2 separate regions of the Sus scrofa genome follow, and region 2 is linked to region 1. Evidence: chromatin contacts called from public promoter capture Hi-C data. All regions are on one chromosome and are shown on one strand. The core of a region is the stretch at or near the end of the contact, and the rest is flanking DNA. Distances in the headings are between cores, read along the strand shown. Region 1 holds the start of STRADB (STE20-related kinase adapter protein beta). Region 2 holds the start of NBEAL1 (neurobeachin-like protein 1).

Evidence for each region. Promoter capture Hi-C pulls out the DNA fragments that hold promoters and counts their contacts.
Region 2: a promoter capture Hi-C map of liver shows a contact between it and region 1, with 3 times the contacts expected there. The contact joins the promoter of NBEAL1 here to the promoter of STRADB in region 1. A contact is called at or near these places in 1 of 5 promoter capture datasets (liver) and 1 of 2 datasets of contacts at active chromatin or transcription factors (alveolar macrophages).

The regions. Positions count from the first base shown.
Region 1 is chr15:105,049,843-105,056,757 of Sscrofa11.1, reverse strand. It overlaps STRADB (STE20-related kinase adapter protein beta), which reads right to left and starts at 1,540. Exons shown (of 12, transcript XM_003133587.5): 1 at 1,266-1,540. It overlaps TRAK2 (trafficking kinesin-binding protein 2), which reads left to right and starts at 704. Exons shown (of 16, transcript XM_021075699.1): 1 at 704-906.
Region 2 is chr15:106,512,065-106,518,753 of Sscrofa11.1, reverse strand. It overlaps NBEAL1 (neurobeachin-like protein 1), which reads right to left and starts at 2,472. Exons shown (of 55, transcript XM_021075109.1): 1 at 2,317-2,472; 2 at 1,167-1,450. The coding sequence starts at 1,217.

The sequences.
Region 1 (6,915 bases), core at 291-2,790:
CTGTGCATGGGTTAATCCCAGAGATTTTGCTTTAGATGTGACAGACTATTAAGAGATAATATTATAAGACATTTTGAGGTCAAGGCAGCAGCTGCCCCTGCTAAGGGCAGCGGGGGGAGGGAAGGATAGCTTTGCTGTCATAATTTTCTCCTGCATGCGCTTTCACTAGGTATAAATATAAATTCTTTAAAAAAAATCATGGTGAGACTTGTATTTCTAAATATATTCACAGGTACATCAGTGTGGTCTCTTGCACTTGTATCTAAAAAGCTAATTAGGATAAAGCCTTATAAATAATTTAAATCTGTTCTATATTAATGGTTCCTCCTAAGGCTTTAATCTGAAAGGTTAAATTAACACTTGCTGAGAAAATCAGGAGCGCATCTAAATTACACAACTGGGGAGGGGGGAGAGAATTAGTTAATGTAAACATCCAAAAGAGACCACTGTTACTGGGAATGCAAAAAACCTGATTTAACTGCGCAGAGCTCTAAGATTACTGTAAGTTTCAAAGGGATCCTGGGAACCCATAAAGTCTTAAAAATTAGAGCGACGCACAACTCAGTAGAATTTTCCAAACTTAGCATCGTGACTCACACTTTCAAAAAATATTTACGAAGTGCCTACTGTGTGCCAGGCTCTAGGCTAGGTAGGCGCTGTCACAAATTCTGATCAAGTTCTAAGGGAAAAGGTGCCTGACACAACAAACCCACGAGGAAACAACACAACGCTGAACTTAAATACCGAGGACCAAACGCAGCTTGAGCATTTAATGATGTAAAAGCTTCCTTCCGAGTCCTGTTTTGGGGCACTTTGTTAGCGAACTCACAGAAGGTGTCACACGGAGCGGGGGCCGGAGGGCGTCCTCGGTTTGGAAACTTCTCGAGCGGGGAAGCACGGCCAAAGGTGAGAGCAAGGGTAAGGGTGGGGGTGGCGGGGCCGGGGGAGAGCGCGGCGGGCGGATGGGCCCCCAAACACCTGGCACCGCCAACCCCAGCAGGCGCCGCCTACGCCGCACGCAGGTGCCTCCGCCGCCGCGAGGCCCAGGACTCCCGGGCAGAGCCGGAGCTGCGCGGGGCGCACGGGCCGGTCGCCACGCAGAGCCGGGCTCCCTCCACAGCCCCGCTGGCCGCCCGGGCTCGGGCTTGAGGCAGGGTGGCGAGTTCTAGTCCCGGGCTTCCCGAGGTTAGCGCGAACGCAACCGCGCTCCCTCACGTCCCAACTGTCCCTCCCTTACCCTCCCCGGCCCGGCGTCCCCTCATTACCTAGGCGGCGACCAAAGCCAGCAGCTCTCCTCAGGCAGCCAAAGGTGCAGGGCCCGGGTGCCCGGCCCGCCCAGGGGCAAGGCGAGAGCGCAAGGCCCGCTCCCAGCGCGGGCCGCGAAGCTCAAGAGGGCGGCGCGACCCGGACTGGGACTGTGGGCCTGGAACTCGGCCCCAGCCCGGGGCACCCCGCCGGGACGGGATTCGCCCCACCCCGGCTGCAGGGTCGCGGCCCCGCCTCCCGCCTCGGGGCCGCCGGTTAGGGGGCGTGGCCTTTCGTGCTAGGGGCGTGGCCTAGAGGAAACTGCAATTCCCAGCAGGTAGTGCGCTAGCGCCTTAGAGGCTGCTGGGAGAGTGGGTCTCGTCCTCTCTTCCCCAATTGTGCGGGGCGGGGGACTGTAATTGAGCCGGCGTCGCTGCAAAACCGAAGTCGCCGAGTGATGATGTTGTGAAGTCGCCCACCAGTCCCTGCCACGCCCGGGCGGTTACAGGCAGCGGCGGCCGCTTTGGCTGCTGCTCCTAGGCTGCCGCCGCTTTTAGAATCTTCTCCTTGAAGGAGCGCGGGCGCAGGACCGAGGACCCCGGGCTATTCCTGTAAGTAACCTTCCCGCGCACGACCCGAACTTGCTCTTGCCATCTTCTCTTGAAGGCAGAGGAGCCTCCTCGCCCCGCGCTCCTCCTGGTCCTCGGAGGTCGCGCGCGGACACTGGAGCCGGAGCTGGGTACTGGAGGGCTGGGTGCTCGCCGGGTCCCCGCCCCGCTCTGGGAAGCGGGTGGTTTTCTAAGGATAAGGGCGAAGTGGTGGGCATTGGACTCTGGTCCCCGGGTTCACCCCAGATGCGCCTCTGAGGAGGATTAGCAGTATCCCATCCTCTGCCGGACAGTACTCACCTAGTGCCCCATCCCCGAGCGATGAGCGGCTTTAGTGTCTGGACGTTAAACCTTAAGCCTCAGTCGCCATCTGTGATGGGAGAGAGATGAGACGATAGTGGAAAAGAGCTCTATGTTGAGTTGGGCTTTTCTTGCAATTGATTTTGAGCCAGACGTCTTTTAAAAGAAAGACAGTTGCCTTTAGTTTCAACCGTAAATAATGAATATTGGCAGATATCCTTTTAGTATCAGCATAAAGATAATCTCCCAAACACTTGAAAGACTTCTGGGTCATTTTAATAGTGGTGAACTCGGTTACTTGCCCACGAGCCTTTTATTTAAACCTGCAGTTTCTGCCCCAGAAACAAACTTTTCACTGGAAATTCATCAAGCTAGAATGGACCATAGAAATAAAATGAAAAGGACTCTTCCAGGTTTTTGTTTTTAATTTATTTCAGTCATTTTTCCCCTCAACTTCAAATCTTTGCTGTAGAATTGGAAGTCTGAGCTAGAGTGATCTCCAAATAGCATGTTGACGGTGGTGACATGACACTACAGAAGAAATTGTGAAGGACATTTGGTGGTAAGAAAGGGCAAGCATGAAGACACTTTATCATCTCAGCAGTTATTCCAGCTTTCTGTTTTTAAAATTCAGTAACATTCAGCAAGTCTCAGACATTCATCAAACACTGAAAGACAGTTGTTATATTTACATATCTTTATTCATAGGATGACAGGAGTCAGACAAACATTTGAGTACTTCCAATCAGCCAGGCATCTCAGTTATGAGCTCTACATACGTTGGATCTCTTAATCACTAAAATAATTCTGTTGCATAATCTGAGGTTCAAAAACTTTGCTTATGTAACAAGTAGAGATTCATACCTAGATCTATCTGCCTTACTTCAAAGTGTGGGTCAGGTAACTTGTACCTACTTCAGAATTACTGACCTTAAAAAAAAAAAAAAAATTACTGACCTTAAAGGTTGGAAAAGCATTTTCCAGCATTATTTCCTAATACCGGTTCCTACTGCATACCTTGGACATCTAGAATAAATCCTGAAGCCCTGCTTTAGTGCTTTTGAACCAGTTGTTCTATCTACTTGCAATTCTCATCCTCCACAGAGTTAAAGACCATTACAGGGAGTTCCCGTCGTGGCGCAGTGGTTAACGAATCCGACTAGGAACCATGAGGTTGCGGGTTCGGTCCCTGCCCTTGCTCAGTGGGTTAACGATCCGGCGTTGCCGTGAGCTGTGGTGTAGGTTGCAGACGCGGCTCGGATCCCGCGTTGCTGTGGCTCTGGCGTAGGCCGGTGGCTACAGCTCCGATTCGACCCCTAGCCTGGGAACCTCCATATGCCGCGGGAGCGGCCCAAGAAATAGCAACAACAACAACAACAACAAAAGACAAAAGACAAAAAAAAAAAAAAAAAAAAAAAAAAAAAAAAAAAAAAAAAAAAAAAAAAAAAAGACCATTACAAATGCACCTCTTTACTTATGTAAGCCTTGGTAGGATTGGCCTTTCATCTCAAAAGTCTTTCCAGTTCAAAGGCTTAGTGGTTCTGTAATTGAAAATATGAGCCAAGGAGTGTTATCCTCTTCTGCAAATGGTTAACATCTGTAGTCACAAAGAGTAGAAAAAATTGTTTCTTAAGATTTTTACTTCAATACACAAAATACGGTAAACACCAATATAAGGAATGAGATGATAATGTTATTTCATGTTTATTTTCAGCTTTGTTTATATCATCCATACCAATTTTTGAACCTCTGGTTACTATCCTGTTTAGTTAATAAGAAATCTGAACACTAAGGTAATATTCACATTTAAAATAACTTAATAGTTGAAAGAGCTAAATTATTCATGATTTCCAGTCATATTTGATCTGCAGTAATCGTATAATAGGAAACATTTGTATAGATCTTACTATGTGTTAGATACTTCTCTAAATGTTTCACCTATATTAGCTTATTGTCACAGTAGCAGTATGAGGTGTTTTTATAGATAACTAAAGCAAAGGGTAAGTTAACGTACCCAAGGTCATGCTGATACTAAGTGATGGAACTGGGTGTCAAATCCAGGCAGTCCCAGAGTCTTTACTATAACATTTATTGAGCACCTACTGTGTACCAGCCCTACAACAGAATGCTTTTATTATAATTTGCCATTTATCTTTATAATTACCTTATGTAGAATGGAAGGTTGGCATTTAGTGACTTGTCCAAAGTCACGAGATAAGTCAGTGGTAGAGCCAGGATTTGAACTCACACTTGCCTTTCTTCAAAGTCCATGTTCCTTCTTCTACAATAAATAATCAAATCTTTAGTAAGTACCTTCAGTGGGACAGACACCATGCTAAGTGGTAGAATTTACACTTCTCATAATTCTCCAGAATTAAGAGAAAATAAATTTCTGTTGTTTAAGCTGCCCAGTCTGGTAGTTTGTTATGGCAACCCGTGCAAACTAATGGAGAGATGTTTTACCGAAGAGATGACTTACAAAAAGCCTTTGATGTGTAGCCAAGTGCTTAGGTTTCATGGTAAGGAGTGTTGAGAAATGAAGCTGGAGACTAGGCTGGAGTCATATTTGGATGAGTTTGTATGAGACACTAAGGATTTTAAACTTTTTCCTAAGGGGTATGGAATGGAGGGAGTTTGTAGCAATAGGAATACATTAAGTCTGTATTTTAGAAAGATACTCTGTGAGCCATGGAGGATGGATTAAAGGGGGTAAGACTGGAGGCAATAAGATCAGTTAGGTATCTTATTGCCACAGGAAGCCGAACTGAATATTTTCTCGGAGTATTGAAATGGCAAACTAAAGTGGAACCATTGTTAACATAAGAACGATTTTAAAGGGCACAGCTGACCCTTAGGGCATACATAAGGTCATTTAGGAATAATTTGTATATACCTCTTTCGTACCTAGAGATTGGCTTTGCTTTTGACATTTTGCTTTCCATAAAGAAAGCTTTATTCAGTTATCACAGAATATTCATTATTTTTCCACTGTATTTAATAGACATTCTTATGATACTTATTCTCTTCTATGCCAAGTCCACTGACAACTTCATGAAATAGCTACTCGGTATTACTATCTCCATTTTGTACATAAAGATATTGATGCACAGAGAAATTAAGTAACTTGCCCATGGTCACGTAGCTAATAAATGATAGTGGTTAAGATTCAAACTCAGGCAGTCTGTCTTTAGAATCTGTGCTTTTAGCCATTATACTCTCCTGTTGCCATTTACTATTTATCGAGGTCTTCAAATGCCTCTGAAAAGAGGAGGAAAAAAATACCAAAATAGAATATGTTTGCCACAGAGAATATAAAGTTAATCAGAAATGATAAGGAACAAGTGTATTTTTTCTTTTTTTTTTTTCCTTTTCTTTTTTTAATTTTAGAGAGGAGTTCCTGTTGTGACTCAGTGGTAACAAACTCTACTAGTATCCATGAGGGTGTGGTTTCCATCTCTGGCCTCACCCAGTAGGCTAAGGATCTGGCGTTGCCTCCAGCTGTGGTGTAGGTCACCACTTGGCTGGGATCTGGCCTTGCTGTGACTGTGGCTGTGGCCGGCAGCTACAGCTGCAATTTGATCCCTAGGCTGGGAGCTTAATGGGAAAAAGTGGCATTGACCTGAGGTGTGAAGAATGTCTAGACTTTGGATATGTAGAAGGGGGAGAAGACATTAAAGGTAGAAGACATAGCATGGATGAAGTTATAGGTTTGAGAATTTCCTGGTGTGTCTAGGGAATTGGTAAATACAGTCCTTTGTTTTGGCTAGAAAATATTGTGTGGTTGGAGAAGCCAGTTTTTTGGGGGGGCGCAGGGGTGCAGATAGTGAATGTCTGGGAAAGAGAACTTACGAAGTGAGGGGCAAGGAAAACTGAGGTTTTTAAATCAAATGTTTGAGGTATATACTAGAAGTAATTATCTTTTAGGAGAGGATAAATAAAGTTCATCTAGTCCCATTTTAACCATTAAGTCCCATTTCATTTCATGCCATGTCTCACAAACCCCACACATCCCTCTTGCTGTTTCCTTTCACTTAATTTATGCCTTTCTTACCATAATCTAGGCATAATGCGATGAGATTTCTTAATTGTTTTTCTGTCTCTGACCTCTCCATTCCTGAAATTTATCCTCTATTCTGACTCCAGGTTTATTTTTCAAATGTCACTTTCCACTTAGGAACTTGTTCCCTCTGGGATCAAGTTCAGACTTCTTAATCTGCACTAGTCAAATTTAAAGCTCCAAGTACTTCCCCATAATCAATCCCACGTAAGTTGGTCTGTACACAGCTGCCAAATTAGCTTTGTCTGCTGTTTGCTTTGGGGCCTTCTTCTCTCTTTGTCCCTTTACCTACTGGATACTCCCATTCTCACTCAAAATCTTTTTTTTTTTTTTTTAATTTTCCCACTGTACAGCAAGGGGGTCAGGTTATTCTTACATGTATACATTGCAATTACAGTTTTTCCCCCCACCCTTTCTTCTGTTGCAACATGAGTATCTAGACATAGTTCTCAATGTCACTCAAAATCTTTCCATCCTTGAGGAACCTGTATTCCTTGAGGAGTCCTGTATTAAATCTTACTCCTATGTGAAACCAGGACTTCAGCTAGAAAAGAACTCTCACCCCACTGACTATCCATAGAACAGTTCTAAGACTCATTAAATACTTATTTCTTATTTGGTGCTGTTATCTTATGTTCTTAGATATCTTAGATCATGAGATCTTAGATCTAATCTAGATCCTAGAGATCATTAGAACTCTCCCCA
Region 2 (6,689 bases), core at 1,223-3,722, 1.5 Mb before region 1:
GGATAATGCAAAAAACGCAAGCTGAGACTTGAGAATTTCACCACATAGACCTAAAGTAACTTAAGCAGTAAATTGGAGATGTTACTCTGACCCTTTTCAGTATCTTCAAAGTAGTAATCAGCTCTCACTGGAAAAACATGTTTTTAAGTAATACCTTTCTCCCCCAATAACCTAAAATCAAAGTTAACATGTAAAGTCATATAAAGATGAAAAAAGAAAAATTAATTTTGAATGACAAAAGTAAAAATAATGAGTCATAATGGATAAGAGCATGGACTAGAATCAGACAGTACAGAGTCCAACTAGGTACAGAAGCAGAAGTGCCTGCTTCTCATTGGCCTCTTTAACCTCTGCATCAGTTTTTCTCATCAGTCAAAAAGGATAATTACAATACCCGTTTCACATGATGATTGTGAGGATCAAGTAAGACAATGCTTCTAAGGTGCATTAGGGCAAGCTTACAGTAACCACCTCAAGTCTATAGCCCTTTTATACAATAACCTTTTTATACAACTTAAAAAAGATTAATTATGAGAAAAATGTTTAATGGTCTTATAAAAATATCTCTATCAGTACTTCCACTTGTGAGAGGGAAAAAAACCAAACAAAAATATAAATATTTTTATCTTAAGGTCATAGTTTTACTTATATAATGTTAGGATCACTGAAGAAAAATATCAAGTTAAAACCACACCCTAGGAGTTACCATCTTGGCTTAGCTGCAAGGAACCCGACTAGTATCCATGAGGACTTGGATTCAATCCCTGGCCTTGTTCAGTGGCTTAAGGATCTGGGGTTGCCACGAGCTGTGGTGCAGGTCACAGACACAGCTCGGATCTGGTGTTGCTATGGCTGTGGTATAGGCAGGCAGCTGCAGCTCGGATTTGACCCCTAACTGGGGAACTTGCATATGTGACGGGTGCTGCCCTGAAAAAAGACAAAAAATAAATAAAAGCACACCGTACACTTTTTAATAACATGCCAATATTGGGTATGTGTTCGAACTTGCAAAAGCAGAAAACAGAAAATCCTGCGTTTTTACATTTGAGGTCATTACTATAAATAAACATGATATTATCCATTAAATAAAATGTTAATAATGGCAGTTACAAAAGTTTTTATAACAAAGTATTTTAAAACTTAGAAATAGAAAGAAAAGTAGTTACCTTCGCACAATAAAGCATCCAAAGTTCGAAGAGTCTCTCTCTGGATGCCATTCTGGCTTTCACTCTGGCACTTTAATTTTTCCTCAAAAAAAAAAATTGTGTTCAAGACCACAGTATGTTCATTTTATTTTCCAAGTTTTTCAGCTGTTACAATAAAACTCAAAGCAGTAGGGAAAACAAAAAGAAGTGAAACAAAGGACGGTCTGCTTTCTGGTTAATAAGATTCAGTTTCAGCAGTTATTCCAACATATATTCATCAGTGGTCTTTGGGCAATTACATAAATCTGTAAAAGAGAAAAAGATGCAAGATTCCCTTTAACAAGAGGCCATATTAACAATTATGGGTTTATAAAAACTAGAGATTTATTTTCTTCACTGCCCACAAACAACTGGCTAAGCTTTCACAACTGATCGGATTTCACAGAAATTGGTATTTCAGAAAAACATCACAGCTAATACAATATTTCACATCAACAGAAAATCAGAATCCTCTTGGGCAGAACTCAAAGATGAGTATTTTTCATAACAAAAAATGTGTCCAATGATAGTAAGCAGCAAAAACGCCGTTCCCACTCATACATTTTCTATAAACATAAGAAAAAGCACACATACTGACATATTTCAAAGACAGAATCCCTTGGAATTCTCTAGGCTGCTTCTTAAAACTTCTTGGGAATGTTTGTCGCTGTGTTGCAGGGCAGGGCGTGGGGAGGAGGGGGAAGAATTTCTGGTTTGTTTGTTGCAACAATCCTCAGGGAGTGAAAGTCGACCTTTCCACCTGGCCTCGCTACCTCTCCATCCAGTTAAGGAGCGCACAAGGAAAACACCGGCGCGGCAAGGAAAACACCTCGGGAAAACCTCCGAGTGTTTTGGGGACCTTTAAATTTCCTCCTCGCATCCCGGGCAACCGAGAAAGGGAGGCAAACTTAATGCGAGCCGAGCCGCCAAGAGAAGCTTTGGCAAAGGGGCAACGCGAGCTTGGCGTTCCGCGACCCACTACCCACGCCCTCTCGACCGCATCCGGGTCGACCTCGCCCCCTCACGGCCGCCCCCCTCTCTACCGCGCCCTCACCCCCAAACACCCTGGGCCCTCCCATTTCTGCCACGCGGCCCCCTCTTCCCTACGACCCGCTCGCCTCACCACGCTCACATTGGGGGGTCGTGTTGCCGCCGCCGCCAGGCCGTCTAATCTGCTTCCCTGCCCCCCCCTTCCCCAGCGAAGCCCCGTGTCACCCCGCAGCTAAGCAGGCGGGCAGGAGAGGGAGGCGGGGCGGCGACCGCACGGGGCGGGGCGGGAGGCTGGGAGGGGGCCAGAGGAGGGGCTTTCCTCTCGGCTAATCATTCTGGCCTCTAAGGATTTACCCGCCCCAGGGCACTAGCTGTTCATTGGTTGCGAAGGCTGGGAAGGGGCGGGATGACCTGAAGCCTCGCCCCAGCATACCTGCGCAGTCGCAGTCGACCCGGCTTCTGAAGACCCGGCGGCCGGTTCCCGGTGGGGCGCTCCTGTCGGCCCCGAGCTGAACGAGACTAAGGACCGACGACGTGCTTACGTCCACCCGTTGCTGCTGCCGGGGATGGGCAGACAGAGCGTTCGGCTCGTGGCGTCATTTCCGGGAATCATTGGAGGGCAGGGAACCCTACGGTGATAACTAAAGAGGATTTCATTTTGATTTCTTTTTGTAAAAAGGGGATTGGTCCTGAGAGTGTACGCTAATGTAAGAACAGACAATTGCTCCCACACGCACCCCAAAATCCTTTATCGTGTTTGTGTCTCATACTTCCGCTGTCGCTGAGTGTCAAGCACAACGGGCTTGTTTCATCACTACTAAAGAATTAAAAGGGCTTTGCTCTTAAAAAAAAAAAAAAAAAAAAAAGATACGAAAGGAAAACAACTGCATTTACTAGCTATAGACCACTTTAGGGGGAAAGGTGCTTAAGGAGTTGGGGAAAGACGCATGAGATTAGTACACCTAAACATTTTTAAAAAACTTTTATTGTGAAAAATGTCAAACAGTATACAAAAGTAAACTAGTATAATGAAATCCCGTATACCATCACTAGTGTCCCATCTTCCTTCCATCAATATCAGTAGCTGGCAAAGTGTACAGAGAAAAAATATTTTAGGTTTTGCAGACCATCCTACTTGAAAACTTAACAAAAATCAAAATAATATGTCATGATATGTGAAAATTAGATGAAATTCAAATTCCATTGTTTTTAAAGTTTGTTGGAAAACAGCCATACTCATTCCTTTACAATTGCTCCCTAAGGTAGCAGAGTTTTGAATAATTTGGGGTAGTTGTTAGCAAACTGTGCCTTTTCAAAATCTCTTGGTTCTCCAGCAGACCTGTGAAATGACATGTGAAAATTTTGGAAGTGGCAGGAGGAGAAGAAATTACCCTTGTTGCCATATTCCCCGTTTTAGTAATTAGCTGCTTCATTCTCCTAGAACCTAACAAGTATCCTCGCTGTCTTTTTTATATATGTCACATTCAGACTAAGCCTTTCAGCTGTATCTTCAAAACACATCTAACTATTTTTCTACACCACTACCACCAGGATGTGAGTTACTACTAAATCTTTTATGGATTATTGTAGTAGCCTCCCCATTTGTCTCTCTGCCTCTGCCTGTACACTCACCCCACTCATGGATTAGTCTCAACATAGCAACAAGAATGACCTTTCAGCATAGAAATAAGATGTTACATCCTTTGCACAAAACTTTGCAGTGGATTCCCATCCCACTTAAAAGGGCCAACAAGGACTTATGTTTTCCTCCCACACTTCCCTCTTTAACATCTCCAACTATTTTATTCTGGCCTTCCCTTATATCACTCCAGACACATGGCTTCCATGCTGCTCCTCAAATTCACAAAGCACATTCCACTCTCTGGGACTTTACCCAGAATATTGTTTCCCCAGATGCCCACACACAATCTTCAAGTCTCTGTTGAAGAATCACCATGTTCAGAGTTCCCACTATGGTGCAATGAGATCCACAGCGTCTCTGCAGCATCAAGACAGAAGTTCAGTCCCCAGCCCTGCACAGTGGGTTAAAGGATCCCATGTTGCCACAACTGTGGTGTAGGTGGAAACTTTGGCTTGGATATGATCCCTGGCCCGGAACTCCATATGCCACAGGGCAGCCAAAAAAAAAAAAAAAAAAAAAGAATCACTTGTCCATTGATGTACTCTGAATGTTTGTGTCTTCCCAAAATTCATATGTTGACATACCACCCCCCCAAGGTAATAGTATTAGGAAGTAGGCCCTAAGTCATGAGGGAGGAGCCCTTACGAATGGGATTAGTGCTTTTATTAAATAGGTTTAACTAGCTCCCTAACCCTTTCCACCAAGTGAGGATACAAGGAGAAATCTGGGACCTGGAAGAGGGCATTCACTCAACCATGCTAGCACCCTAATCTTGGACTTCCAGCCTCCAGAACTGTGAAAAAGGAATTTCAGTTTATAAACTACCCAGTCTTTGGTATTTTCTGTAGCAGCCCAAACAGACTAAGACATCTGCGTGCATTCCCTGACACTTCTTTAGAAAACAGCATCCCCGGAGTTCCCATTGTGGCTCAGTGGTGAGGAACCCAACTAGTATCCATAAGGAAGTGAGATCAATCCCTGGCCTCATTCAGTGGGTTAAGGATCCAGCATTGCTGTGAGCTGCAGTGTAGGTTGCAGACGCTGCTCGGAACTGCATTGCTGTGGCTGTGGCATAGGCCAGCCAATTCAGTCCCTAGCCCGGGAACTTCCATATGCTGCAGGTCTGGCCCTAAAAAGACAAAAAAGAAAAAAGCATCCCCTATTCTCCCTTAATCTATTTTTCACCATAGTATTTATCAGATGACATATAATTTATTTGTTTAGTGTGAGTTTCCCCCCTAGTAAAATTAAGCACCATGAAAACAGAGACTTTGCTTTCAAGTCTTTTGGACAGTGTCTTATACACAGTAGGAGCTCAATAAACATCTGCATACTGCATAATGAAAAAAAATACCTATTTCACTATGTATCTGTACTATTTCCACCTCCAGTTTTCCTCCCACTACAAATTTAGTTATAGCATGTTGGATTCATAATAAAACAGCTCTATAGGAGTTCCCACTGTGGTGCAGTGGGTTAAGAATCCAGCTGTGTTAGCTCAGGTCACTACAGAGGTGCAGGTTTGCTCCCCGGCCTGGCACAGTTGGTTGGGGATCAGGCATTGCCACAGTTGTGGCATAGGTTGCAGCTGCAGCTCAGATTCAGTCTCTGGCTTGCAAACTTCCATATGCTCTGAGTGCAGTCATAAAAAAAAAGAAAAGAAAAAAAAAAAAAAAAGGGAGTTCCTGTCATGGCATAGCGGAAACAATTCTGACTAGGAACCACGAGGTTGTAGGTTCGATCCCTGGCCTCACTCAGTGGGTTGAAGATCCAGGCATTGCCATGGGCTTTGGTGTAGTACATAGACTTGGCTTGGACCTGGCATTGGTGTGGCTGTAGCATAGGCCAGCAGCTATAACTCCGATTGGACATCTAGCCTTGGAAGCTCCATGTGCTGTGGGTGCAGCCCGACAAAAGACAAAAAAATAAAGTTCCCTAGTGGCTCAGTGGGTTAAGGATCTGACATTATCCCTGCCATGGCACAGGTTTAGTCCCTGGCCCAGGAACTTAAGCATGCCAAAAAACAAAACAAAACAAACAAACAAAAAAACAGTATAAAACATAAATTTAATCAATGTATAAATTACAGCAAAAATAATAAATGTGTTCATAAACAAAGGTGATAATATTATCATACATGTTGCTTCTCAAACTGTTAAATGCATACAAGTCCCCCAGGGATCTTAGTAAAATGCTGATTTTTAATTCAATAGGCCTGGGATTCAGTGGGTCAGCAGTCTATCAAACTCCCAAGTGATGCCAATGCTGCTGATCCACAAACCACACTTTTGAGCATTAAAGTTCCTATAGTTAATAAAAGATGCATTTTTCTTTGTTTTGGAAGTAGTCTGATAGCTTTGTATTCATCTACTGTCATATTCTTCACCTTCCCCTGTGATGAGTAACATAGATATTGGAGAGATAGGAGTATGTGACACAAAACCAAGCCAATTGCTACATGTAGGCACTGAATCCTCAAGTATGACATTATTGCTGTTATAGCAAGGAAGAGATAAACACATCATCTGAGGTGACACATGGATGTTCCCACTGGGACACAAAGGAGAGCAGGCTTTTTGTTTGTTTTAGTATCTACATCATAGGGGCAAGCCTCAGCTTTGCCACCAGTAAGGAGACTCCAGGGCACTGACCTATCCTAGTTAACTCAAAAAGGACTAATGCATGTAATCTGTGTGGCAGTTCCCCCCTTTCTGTCCCATAAGCCTCTAGCTATGCACTGAGGAAGAAAGTCAAGGAACATATAGTCTCTTAGGAATCTGCTGGTTGATGCTCTTTTCCATCTAATAATTCTATTGATGGGGTAGGCTGGTGGTACCCATCAAACTTCTGTGAACAAGGATTATCCACATCTA